Regions from separate parts of the Rattus norvegicus genome. Here all the other regions are linked to region 2. The links are chromatin contacts, called in public Hi-C maps. All regions are on one chromosome and are shown on one strand. The core of a region is the stretch at or near the end of the contact, and the rest is flanking DNA. Distances in the headings are between cores, read along the strand shown. Region 1 overlaps Ptprg (protein tyrosine phosphatase, receptor type, G). Region 2 overlaps Ptprg (protein tyrosine phosphatase, receptor type, G). Region 3 overlaps Ptprg (protein tyrosine phosphatase, receptor type, G).

Region 1 (3,900 bases), core at 594-3,093, 150 kb before region 2:
AAAACAACAAGACACATTCCTACTGATCTGCATTCAGATGTTGACAGTGCTCCCATGCAGACTTTTCTAGATGGAGGGTCTCTAGTTGCAGCCAGTTAATGTTCCTATAAGGTCAGATACTTCATTATGCAAGGAACATGGACACGGCACTTTGAAGGAAATTCTTAATTTTTTTTTAAAAGACGGGGTCTTTCTGCATAGCCTGAAAATTTGGCTATCCTGAAAATTACTATGTACATAGGTCAGCCTGTTCTCAAACTCACGGAGACCCACTTGCCTCTGCCTCCATAGTGCTGGGATTAAGGAATAGCATGCTGTCCCCAGGTCCTGCCAGGCACAGGGTGATTTTAATAGACAGCCTTCACCGCACAGCCTTCTGTGCTTTAGTCACAAGCATCTTATCCCCTATAACCTCACCTGTGCCACATACCTATTCTTAGAGTTGAAACAACTCACTTCAGAATAGATCAGCCTTGTGGAGAGAAGCCGCAGGACAGAGTTACCTCCTCACTGTAATTTACAAAAGGACTCTCCTAGCTCTAGAATTAGAAACTATCACAGGCTGGGTGTGAGGCAAAATCCTCTAGAACTCAGGAAACTTTTGCCATTAAGAGATATCAGTCATAGTACTTACTGGCCGAGTCTATGCGAGGGAAGGCCTGCAACTCAGGTGCACATAAGGTGACAGCTGGGGCTACAATCGTCTAAGGCCCTCCACCCCATGGACGGGAGGATCCATCTGCAATGTGACTCATGCACATGTCGGGGAACTGCCAACAGCCTATTAGAAACACAGTGCTACATAGCCAACAACCTCAGCATACACTGGTTTGAAAACCACTGGTGTGGCAGACCCTAGCGCTTGGGAGGTAGAGGCATGGGAATAAGAAGTTCAACACCAATTTGGGCTACATGAAATCATTAGTGCCTAAAAAAAATTTTTTTAAAAATCAATCAATCATCAATCATTCGTCAATCAGTTGTCCACAGTCAATCAATCGACAAAGCACTGATGTTAATTGCCTCAACTCTTGAATATCTGCAAATTACAATAATAAAACACTAGAAAATTTGATTTTAAAGTGACAATATCTCAGCACTACTTTTCAAACTGCGTCCTCTAACTTTATGCTTTCAAATGGTGCCACCTAGCACACTCCCAGCCACACCAGGCACCCAGTCAGATTAGTCGGAATAAACAACAAACCCAGCCAACACGGTTTAATGATCCCACGTTTCCTGTTGCCGGACTGCAGGAATTTTAAACTTTGACTGCACTTTGAGTGGTAACATGGAGGATCTTACTTTGATCCCTGGATATAAACTGTGTCTCCTTCTACGTGAGTAAAAACAATCCCAGATCTGAAAGCGTGAACAAGTTCATATTGATCAAGCAACCTCTGCCTCTGCCAGACAGTTAATAACATGGGTAGTGCATGCTGGGTGTTTTCTGGTCTGCCTCTGCCGGCCAGTTTATTACGAGGGCGATGGTGCATGCTGGGTATTTTCTGGCCTCTCGACATTTGTATCCGTGCCTCTTTCTAAAGCAGTTAGATATTTTGCCTTCACATTTTCCCCAAATAGTATTGGTTTTTTTGTTCTTGTTTTTTAAGTGAACTATTCACTACTCACTCCCAGCCCACGGCAGTGAAGAGACTGAGTTACTCTTTTTGCAAAGAATCCCTCCCCCCTTTTAAAACCAAAAGGGATTTATTTTATTTTTCAATTATGCATGTATGTAGTGGTAGGGGGTAGGAAAGGAACACTTAAAGGCAGGTGCTTACGGAGGCCAGAGGAGCCAGGTCCCTTGGAACTGGTGTTATTGGCAATTATTAGCTGACCACGTGGGTGCTGGGACCCAAACTCAGGTCTTGTGCAATAGCAGTATGAACTACTAATCCCAGAGCCAGCTTTCCCGGCCCTCAGGAAACTTTTAAAGACAACGATAAAAGCTGTGTAAATGCTGTCTGAGCTGGAGTCCTCAGCTTTCCAAGAGGCTGGCCAGCTTCCTTCCTCTCCTCTAACCAACCTAGACCATCTTCTTGGCATGTCCAGCTGGCTGACGGTGAGGGATGCTTGTATTGTCCATGGACTCCATCTTACCACCATATGGGAGGTGGCCAGTTGCCAGGGCATCCTGACACAGGTGAGCAGAAGAGGGTGGCAGGCTCTGGAGCACACTGAGAAGTAACCTGTCATATAACTGATGGGTGCACAGACTCTTAAACAGATGGCATGGCATGGGGGCACAAAGACTGAGTCCTGCCTCTCGGTGTTATCAGGTTTCATACAAAGATATGCTTTGCAAAAAAAAATGATCCCTAAGATTACCTGAGGCTTTCCTTTCTGTCAGGTTTAAATATGACATGCACAGCCACGAGGGGGGGGGGGGAGCAAACCTTCAGCAAAGTATCACAACTAACATCATCATCAAAAGGTCTAAGCGACTCTCAGCAAAGAGACAAACCACCCAGATAGACAGAGCAGGAGACAGGCCCTGTTGTTTTAAACCAAGAAGTTGGCCAGGCAACTTAACCAAGCTGATGGGCACCAGGCTCAGTGAGAGACCCTGAAATCCCCAAAATTAAGGTAGAGAAGAATGAAGGAAGACACTTGGACTCGATCTCTGGCCTCCACATGTGCACACTCGCATGCACGAACAAACATAAACAAGCCTGCGTCTGCCACATACATGAGTGGAAATTAACCGATTAGTCATGAAAATCCAAGTATCAGGTTTGCTTTAAGCAACTCAGCTTGGAGAAGTCGGCAGAAATAGACCTAAAATCAAAGTCTCAATGGCTTAGGGAAAGTGGCTTCGGGCATACAATCTGGGCGAACTAGTTAGCAATCCCAGGCCTTGCATCCTTCCCGTGGATGTGTGCCTAGAATTTCTCCTAGGATCAGTTTTGGATTCTCACCTCGGTAGAGGGGAATGTCAGAAAGCAGCCACTTTGTGATGTTACTTACATCCTCACTGATATTAAGTTTATCATATGCTCTGCAATGTTACAGGCAGAACCCAGACTCGGGTCCACAGCACACGCCTTGCATCGGCCTGCACTGCACTACCGTTCTTCGCTTGCAACCCATTTTCCCATGAACACCTCCCCAAAGCCTGAATCATAGAGCATCTCTTTCCTCCACTCTCACCATTTCCCCTGTACTTCTAATTTCTAAAACAAGCCCTCGGAATTTATGAAATCCCCTGGGCCAGTGGTTCCTGTGAATTGCCCAGGTATGAAAAGCATTACACAAACCATCAGTCACCCTGAGAACCCAAAGGCACTAAGTGTGGCTGGCCATGGTTGCTAAAGAATGTTATCTATTTCCATCTTGTGCAAATTTAGGCGCAATTGTGGTTTCCTGTCCTAGGGTGTAGTCCAAAAGTAACTCCCCAGAAGTCTGCAAAAATAATACCGGGTGTTTGTTTGAGAGGAAGACTTGAAGAGTTTCCCACTCAGAGGGGAAATGGCGTGTCCTGGCTACAGAGTATCCAGCGAGTTCCGTGTTGCCAGAACCTGCACAATGTTGGTTTAAGCATTGTTTTGTTCACAAGTAAGGCAGGGGCCCGCTGTGGTATGAGGCAGGTTTTGTTCCTTCTCATGCTACAGGGCCTGCCTGTCAGGAGACCGATTCTGTTTTGTTACCTATAAAATGAGAATGACTACATCGTCTGTGTCTTTGTAAAATTGATTGTATTGTCGATGGAAAACACCTCTCATTTCAAAAGGGCATTAAGAGAGTTTCTTCTGGAGCAGAATGTGGTACATTGTGCCTATGGTCCAGGAACAGACTCAGGCCAGTTACACCCCACAATCTGTTCCAATGAGGAAAGAGTTCACTGAAGTTTTTACATTAAAAGAGCAAAAGGAAGCGATGATAGAGGTACTTTGCTAG
Region 2 (3,900 bases), core at 799-3,298:
TTTAGCAGACACAAAAACAAAAAAAAAAGTCATAATCCTCCCATAAAGCTGTCATATTCTGAGGGCTATTTAACAAATTGATTTCCCGAAAAGGAGCAGGCATTGCTGTACATTTCGACACCACCCCCACACATGCTTCTCAGACTGAATGCAAATTGGCCTCAAAATTTTTCTCTAATGTGTTAATGAAAAGATTTCTTTGTCCAGCAAAGCTACAAAGTCCTACATAAAAGAAATTCATTATTCCCTAACCTCCTGGGCACTCCTATAGTTTTGTATAAATATCAAGCATGCAGATTTGACTTTCCTTTTTAGCAGTAATGTCTACACGATTCTTAGTGTAGGCCGCATTTACAGAGATGAGGCCAAGTGACTTGGTTAGGTGGGAGGCTTTCCCAAATCCATCTTGAAGGTGGGCACCCAGCTGTTCTGCTTAGGGTCTCATCATTACTGTGACAAAATATCTGGGAGGGAAAAAAAACTCAACTGAAGGAGGAAGGAGATATTTGAACTCACCATTGGATGGTCCTGGCCATCATGGAGGGGTGTAATGGCAGTGGGACCGGCCGGAAGCCTGTGGGCACACTCCCTCCATACCCTGGAAGCAGAGAGGGTTTGCCATCGCTTCCTCTTTTCCACTCAGTCCACAGCTCCATCCCACAGACCTGTGCTGAGCACATTTAGGTGAGCCGTCTCACCTCTCAACCTAGTCTACATAATCACGAGTGGGCGTACCCGCACGTTTCCATGGTGATTCTAAATCCCACCAAGTTGACAATCCAGAATAACCATCGCAAATGCTCAGAGAAATAAATATTCAATAATCCTGAGGTAAAAGGACAAGGAGACATAGCACAAGAATCTGTCCCTATAGATGTGGGTCTGTAGGTAACGGTGAATGGTAAGGGAGAAAGACTTTAAGCAAACTCCAGAGAAGATCTTCAAGTCAAGCCATTCCCAACTCAGTAAAGTTCCTAGGTGTCCTTTCAACTAGAAACAAGGAGGCTCTTTGCTTCATTTCAGGACTAGTAGGTGGTCTGCTCTACTGGATCTCTTCTTCCTGGTCTAATGTCTACCTCCCTTTAGCGTGGCTGGTTTGGGGAGTTCCTTTACTCAACTCATTTTTCTGAGTTACTGCTTACAGATACAATAAAGTCAAAGATAGAAAAGGTGGGACGGTGAAATCCTCACCTCTTCCCTCACCTCATCCCATCTTTCCAGTGACGCCTTTTGTATACCCCAAAAAACATCATCTTGAGTTGGGCAATGGCATGGACAATTAAGTTTGGTCCCCAGAACCTGTGTTTTTGTTTTTGTTTTTGTTTACAAAAACTAAAACTGTGTATGGTGGCCCACACTTGTAATCCTAGCACTGGGGAGGCTAAGACCAGATGTCTCCTGGGTGTGATGGTGGCCTTGTTTACATGGTAAGTGCCAGGCCAGTAAGAGAGTCTGGAGAAAGGGGGAAAACCAAACAGTGTTTGAGAGCACACCTGAGGCTGTCCTGTGACCTCTACAAACAAAAAAACGTGACTTTATCTAGATTTCACTGTGCAATCTAGGGCAATCCAGATATAGATACGGATAAACATATGTATCTGTTCGGAGAGAGTTGCTTAGCTAATTGTAACAGCTGCCCATATGCCATTACTTGGGAGAGTATAATTTATTAAAGCTACTCCAATTAATGGGCTGTCAGGTTACCTCCATTTTTTTTTCCAAATCCAAATGCTCCTTTGATGTACGTACAACCTTGACACGTGTCATTTTGCACTAGAGGACAGGTACATCTGCAGAACAAGCATCTGGCAGACAGAGGTGCCAGATCAAAGGGATGGTGCCTGTGGAATCGTGATGGGCACAGCCCAAGTCCCACCACGGAAACTGTGCCAAGCTACAGTCCTTGAAGAGGACTCATTTCCCCACAGCTTTGCCATTTGGTTATGACAAAGGTTCTAAGAGGTCATTCACTCCAGTGCAGGCCAGAGTGCAGTGTAGGTCAGTCTCTGTCCAGCCATTCCTAGCCCTAATGTTTACTGCCTGACATCACCACAATACAAGTTGTCAGACCTGGAATGCAGAAACAGAGCCAAGGTCCCCATCTACCCATCCCTCAGGTGAGTGGCTTGGGCAAACCCTAGGAAGTTCTCCACACCTCACTTTCCTCACGGATCAGATGGACAGGCATGTATATACCCCCCACTAAATATATAAAAAGCGTCTCCCTCCCCACCAGCCCCTTCCTCCTTTAGGAGTAAACAACCACAAGCTAACCAGAGTCCAGTAGAAAGCTTAGCAATCGTTTTACATAACTGCATCCCCATGCACAGCCCTGTACAGTGGTCATTCATCCTTCCAAGGCCTGATGAGAGATCACCTCAGCAAGAGGCCAGACATTTCACATGCCACCCTGCCAAGGAGTGCCCCTTCCGGTACCCCCGCAGTGTGCCTCAGTGAGCCAGAAGTCAATTAGAGTAACTGAGGCTGCACCTTGGGGAGAGAGATTAACTGTACCAACTTGTTGTTACAGCTGCTGATCCAAGGCTATGAAGGAAATAAACAGGGGGAGGTGTGACAGAAATAAGATACAGTAAAAACCCTGCCTTCAACAGTGGCGTAGCCCTGTGGAGGCACCACTGCCAGCTCCCTTCTAGAAGGAACTTGATACTTGGCTTACGTTTAAAATCCAACCAGCTTTTGAGTCAAGGGAAGCTCGTCCATGCCAAGGAATTCACACGTGGGGATCCTGGAGACACGGCTGCAACCGCATGAGATCCTCACGGTGTCCTGAGGTCCTGCCTAGTCCTGCCTCCCACCTTTTCCGCCCCAATTATTAACCACCAAAATGCTCTTGCACCACGGTGTCTGCTCCTTGAACTGACACAATGACAGAGACAAGCAGATTGCTCTCTGTGGGGACCATGCACAGCACCCTTTATTTTAATTAAAAACAAAACAAACAAAAAAAATTTTTCACCTTTTTTCCTATTTTAATAAGAACCTTCTTGGCCAGACCTTTCCAACTCAACATTCATTCATTCATTCATTCATTCATCCCCCACCCCCTCCCACCTTGCTCTCTTTTTTTTTTTAAATTAGGGGTGTTATATGAACCTGGGGATTAGCCCAGGACCTTATCACATAGGTTCATGGTAGACCATGGAGCTACAAGCCCAACCGTAGCCTGGCTATCACGTACTCCACAAAGAACCCTGGTGCAACCCTCCCCATTCAGTTCAGCTTGTTCACACAGCACTCTGAAAGCCTTGCAGGTCTCCTACTCTGGTTATAATTATAATTCCCAGTTTAGAGCATACAGGGGGAGATGGCCCAGTGGGTAAGAGTGAGTGCCCACTGTGTAAGCACGAGAACATGAGTTCAGATTCCCAGCACCCATGGCAAAAGCAGGGCGTGGTCCACACATGGTCCTCAGTGCTGGGAGGTCAGGGATGTAAGAAAAAAGAAAAACAAAAAAACAAAAAAACAGCCGGACCACTGGGGCTTGCTGGCCAAACAGTGTAGCAAAGGCTATCTCCAGGTTCAGGGAGAGTTCATGGAAGTTAACACTGAGCCTGATAGGAAAGGACACTGATACTCTCTGCTGGCCTCTCTTAGGACGCACACGCACACCATTCTTCACATGTGTTGTTTCAGTCAACCCTCGGGACCACCTGACAATATAAAAAGAGAGAGCATATGGGTGAGGCTGGAAGTCAGAAAGTGAGCGGCCTTCAGGAGACCAGACCTGGGTTAATTGTATCCTAAGGCAGAGGCAGAGAAGGCATTTACCTCCTAAGAGTCGGAGGACAAAGGCCACTGTCATTTCAGCACCCTCTTGGTGTTTTTCAAACTTCATCCCCAAGTTCAACAAATCCAGCTTTCCCTAGTAAATTACATAAC
Region 3 (3,683 bases), core at 555-3,054, 220 kb before region 2:
TCGATGGTGGCTTGTCTCTGGCACTCTGTCCCCTAAACCATCTAATGCAGTTTTCACATTCATTCCCTGTCAATGTGAAGTCCCAATGAGAACAAGTTGAGGAATTTACTCCATCGTCTTTGGGGCAGTGATCCACAATGGGAACCTAACATCCAAAGGACAGTTTGGGTCAATCAATGGACTTCTCCTGAAGGAAGCATGCAAACAGAAGCATATGGCCACGAAAAGAGCAATTCATTTTGCGATTCAATGTCAAGATCCAGTGTTGGAAAGAAATCCTAGGGTTTAATACGGAGGCATTTGAAATATAATAATAATAATAATAATAATAATAATAATAATAATAATCAGTGGATGAGAAGAATAATTGAGTGAAGACAATCTTCTTCCACCTTTTTTTTTTGAAAATTCGAACTTAATTCTTCAGTAAACAAGAATTTTAGAATGTGAAATAATAATACAGGAAGGCTTCTCAATGCGGACAAAACCCCCTATTGCTGAGAGGGCCTGGAGAACTTCAGAAAGGAAGGTGTCAATGACAGCCTCCTCCCCGTAAATCCCCCAACAATGCCAAATATCTCCAGGGTGCAAAGGAGAGAACACTGGCAATTAGTTGAGACCTGAGGTATCTCACCAAGCAATTGTTTTACAGAGCAACTGTTTATTGAGTGTTCATTCCACCTCAATACTTATGGTGTTCTTAACATCTTTACATGCTACAGGAAAGAGAAAAGGCATCTTTAAATCCCTTGTTTGTAGTATCTTCTGAAACGAATGGAGGAAAAAGTGAAACAAAAACATTAACCCACCAGTGTCTCCATCATTTAAAACCCGTGTGGTTATAGGGGTACCAAGGCAGCCCATCATTTAAACACTCGTAAACTTCAGCAACAGACTGGAGAAAATGTCAACACCCCCACGACGGATGAATCAATCCCCTGTTCATGCAATTTGACAATTGCTATGATTTTTCTTTCAGTAAATTCATGTAATTTGATCTTCCAAGTAGAGGATAAAAAAGTAGACTCAGGCAAAATAACAAGTTTGATTTTGAAAATGTGATGGGGTTTCTTTTCATTCCCTGTTCACTTGAGACAGAAAATTGTTCACACTCTAAGTGCCGGGAGGTTAGCAGGCTCTGAATTAGATCAGCAGTCTGTGAACTCCAATGGAGAAGCTGGGCACTGCCTTGTTCTAGAAACATGTTTAGAGAGTTATATTTCACACGGCCCGAGTTTGTTCTACTCAGCTTCTAAGAAAGGGAAATGATGATAGTTTGAGGCACGGGAGCAGGGAACAGCAGCAATCAAAGGGGATGAGAGGCTTTAGACTCCACTGAGGCTGCACCTCAGTCCTCATTACAGGGAAGGCAGCACATGCCTAACCTGTTACCTGGCTAACTTAGCTTTTCACAACTGCATAGAATATTCTCACAGGGAGGGGTGACTATAAGAACAGACCTGCACCAGAGAGGGCTTCCGGATCCTTGTGCTGCCTCCTCCCCATGCCTTAACCCTCACCGTCCAATGAGTGAAAGGCTCTCCCCTCCAGAGGGGAGAAACAGGCATACTCTTTGCTGAGGAGTTTCATCTGCAGTTTCCAGCAAACATTAAGCAACTGCTCTGATGAGGAAAAGATAGTGAGCCTTTCAACTATCTGCACGAACCACACCAAATTCAGCCCCAGGGTTATTTTGTGCCAGTCATGTTTTTTTTTAAAGGCCTCGGTTTGTGGACTCAGATGGTTAGCAGCAGACCACAGCAAGCTCCCAAGTGAGGCCGTGCACTTCTCAGAGCCCAGCCACATAAATGGGATAGCGGACTTCTGGTCGACACTCACAGCCAAGTTCATCCTGTTTCCACACACAGCACAGGATATAACCAGTCTCAAAGCAGCCAAGTGGGAGACCTGCCCAGAAGGCAGGGAAACTCTTCAACAGAACTCACCCCACATTTTGCTCTCAATAGCACACCGCTTAATGACAGTCTGAGGGGCAGCTGAGAGCTTAGCCTTTAAATGTCTCACAAAGACCCTGCAGGGAGGGGTACTGTGCAGGCCCTGAAGATAAACTGTGGGACCAAACACATTTCCACTTAGCACAGCGCTCATTTCCAGGGAAGCCCTCGGTGTTTTGAGCAGAATCAATGGCTGAGAAAACAAGAATTCTCCATGCTTTGGAAGCTGATGCAACACCAATGGGAAAGATCAAATGAACAGAAGAGAAAATAGAAGCAGAACTCTGAAATGGAAGTTGCCTAATAGTGGTGTCGCCTTTAGACAAAAATAGAATCCAGACACTCAGTTCTATGCACCCGTGAGGTTGCATGGCAGAAGTGATGTTTTCAAAATAAAATCCAGAAATGCTCTGTCCGCCTTATCGACAATAAGGTGGATAGAAAATTGTGTATAGACATGCTTTCCTCTTTCATTTGTTGTATTTTCTTCCTGTCTTCCTCCTCCTCTTTCCCTCACCACCTCCCTCTCTTGTTGGCACGTTCCTTTCCTTGTTTGACCTACTATGCCTTAAAATTGCCAACTGCCTAATACTATAAATACTGCGAGGGCAGAAAGGTTGAAAAGATCCTTTTAAATACACGGGGTCCAGTCCATACCAACCACCACACATGTGCCGAGTTTTCCATTAATTGAAAATCCAAGCCAGAATTAAAATGGCATGACACGACTCAATCCACCTGAGCTAGGAACCACACCGCTGACTGTTTCTGTGATCCAACTTTACAGACTTTCTGGAGATGGACTTCCTTAAACACTCTGGGCTGCTCACACTTTTCACCTGTCTTTGAGGTACACGGGCTGTGACTCCCGAGGTCAGGGCTGGGATCTAAGGTTCTGATGACTCACAAGCTGCCATCAGAGGACCACTGTGAAAGCACGGAAAATCTCACCAATGGCCCCAACATTCCATCTGTTATTGATGGAAAAACAAACACATACATACACACACACACACACACACACACACACACACACACACACACACACAACCTGAGCTACACAGCAACATGGTGAGGCCAAGGCATGTGCTGAGTGGGAGAATCCCCAGCAGCACCTGAATCCACTCTAACTTTCTTGCTTGGGAAGAGGACAGGGGCTCTGCGTTGCCCAGGGCTTCATGTCATGAGAATGTTGTACTTGTATTCCCTTCCTCTTTTTTACCCGCTTTGGACACAGACACATAAGGGGGAAGAAACTTGGAACAACAAAGATGAAAACCGTATAAGCCAGGTGTGGTGGTTTCATGACTTAAATCCAGCACTGGGTTGGCAGAGGCAGGTAGATCTCCAGGGCTACACAAACCTGGAAGGAAGGAAGGGAGGGAGGGAGGGAGGGAGGGAGGGAGGGAGGGAGGGAGGCAGGCAGGCAGGCAGGCAGGCAGGCAGGCAGGCAGACATAGAAAGAAGACCACAAATAGTTAAATGAAAGGTCAGCAAACTACAGTTAAAGTCTACAGCCCACCACGAATCTAGGCTGCCAATTGTTCTTGCAAACAGGGTAGGATCTGCTGGAGACAAGCCAAGCCTACTTACAGATGTTCTAACAAACACTCCATCAGGTAGCTGAAGCGACAGACATTACATTCTCAAGTTTCCAATGTGGAGAAGAAGTTTGAGATTTCAGAATCAGTGTGTTTGGAGAAGTTCAAGAAACGCCTTTCATCCTGG

What was found. A called contact is a pair of places that touch in the nucleus more often than the background predicts.
Region 1: a Hi-C map of liver shows a contact between it and region 2, with 2.0 times the contacts expected there. The contact joins two enhancer-like sites. A contact is called at or near these places in 3 of 12 Hi-C or Micro-C datasets (kidney and liver).
Region 3: a Hi-C map of liver shows a contact between it and region 2, with 4 times the contacts expected there. The contact joins two enhancer-like sites. A contact is called at or near these places in 3 of 12 Hi-C or Micro-C datasets (kidney and liver).

The regions. Positions count from the first base shown.
Region 1 is chr15:15,724,833-15,728,732 of GRCr8, forward strand. All of the region lies in intron 2 of Ptprg (protein tyrosine phosphatase, receptor type, G), which reads right to left. Among named protein-coding and RNA genes, the nearest start is that of Ptprg, 260 kb to the right of the region's middle. Within about 2 kb of position 1,844, at least 14 of the 93 cell types and tissues checked have an H3K27ac peak or open chromatin away from gene starts, as enhancers often do. A contact at or near this core is called in liver, where this site is marked.
Region 2 is chr15:15,871,578-15,875,477 of GRCr8, forward strand. The region is part of intron 1 of Ptprg (protein tyrosine phosphatase, receptor type, G); the gene reads right to left. LOC120097096 reads right to left here. Exons shown (of 2, transcript XM_063274845.1): 2 at 1-3,900. Among named protein-coding and RNA genes, the nearest start is that of Ptprg, 110 kb to the right of the region's middle. Within about 2 kb of position 2,049, at least 5 of the 93 cell types and tissues checked have an H3K27ac peak or open chromatin away from gene starts, as enhancers often do. A contact at or near this core is called in liver, where this site is marked.
Region 3 is chr15:15,655,812-15,659,494 of GRCr8, forward strand. The region is part of intron 2 of Ptprg (protein tyrosine phosphatase, receptor type, G); the gene reads right to left. Among named protein-coding and RNA genes, the nearest start is that of Ptprg, 320 kb to the right of the region's middle. Within about 2 kb of position 1,805, at least 31 of the 93 cell types and tissues checked have an H3K27ac peak or open chromatin away from gene starts, as enhancers often do. A contact at or near this core is called in liver, where this site is marked.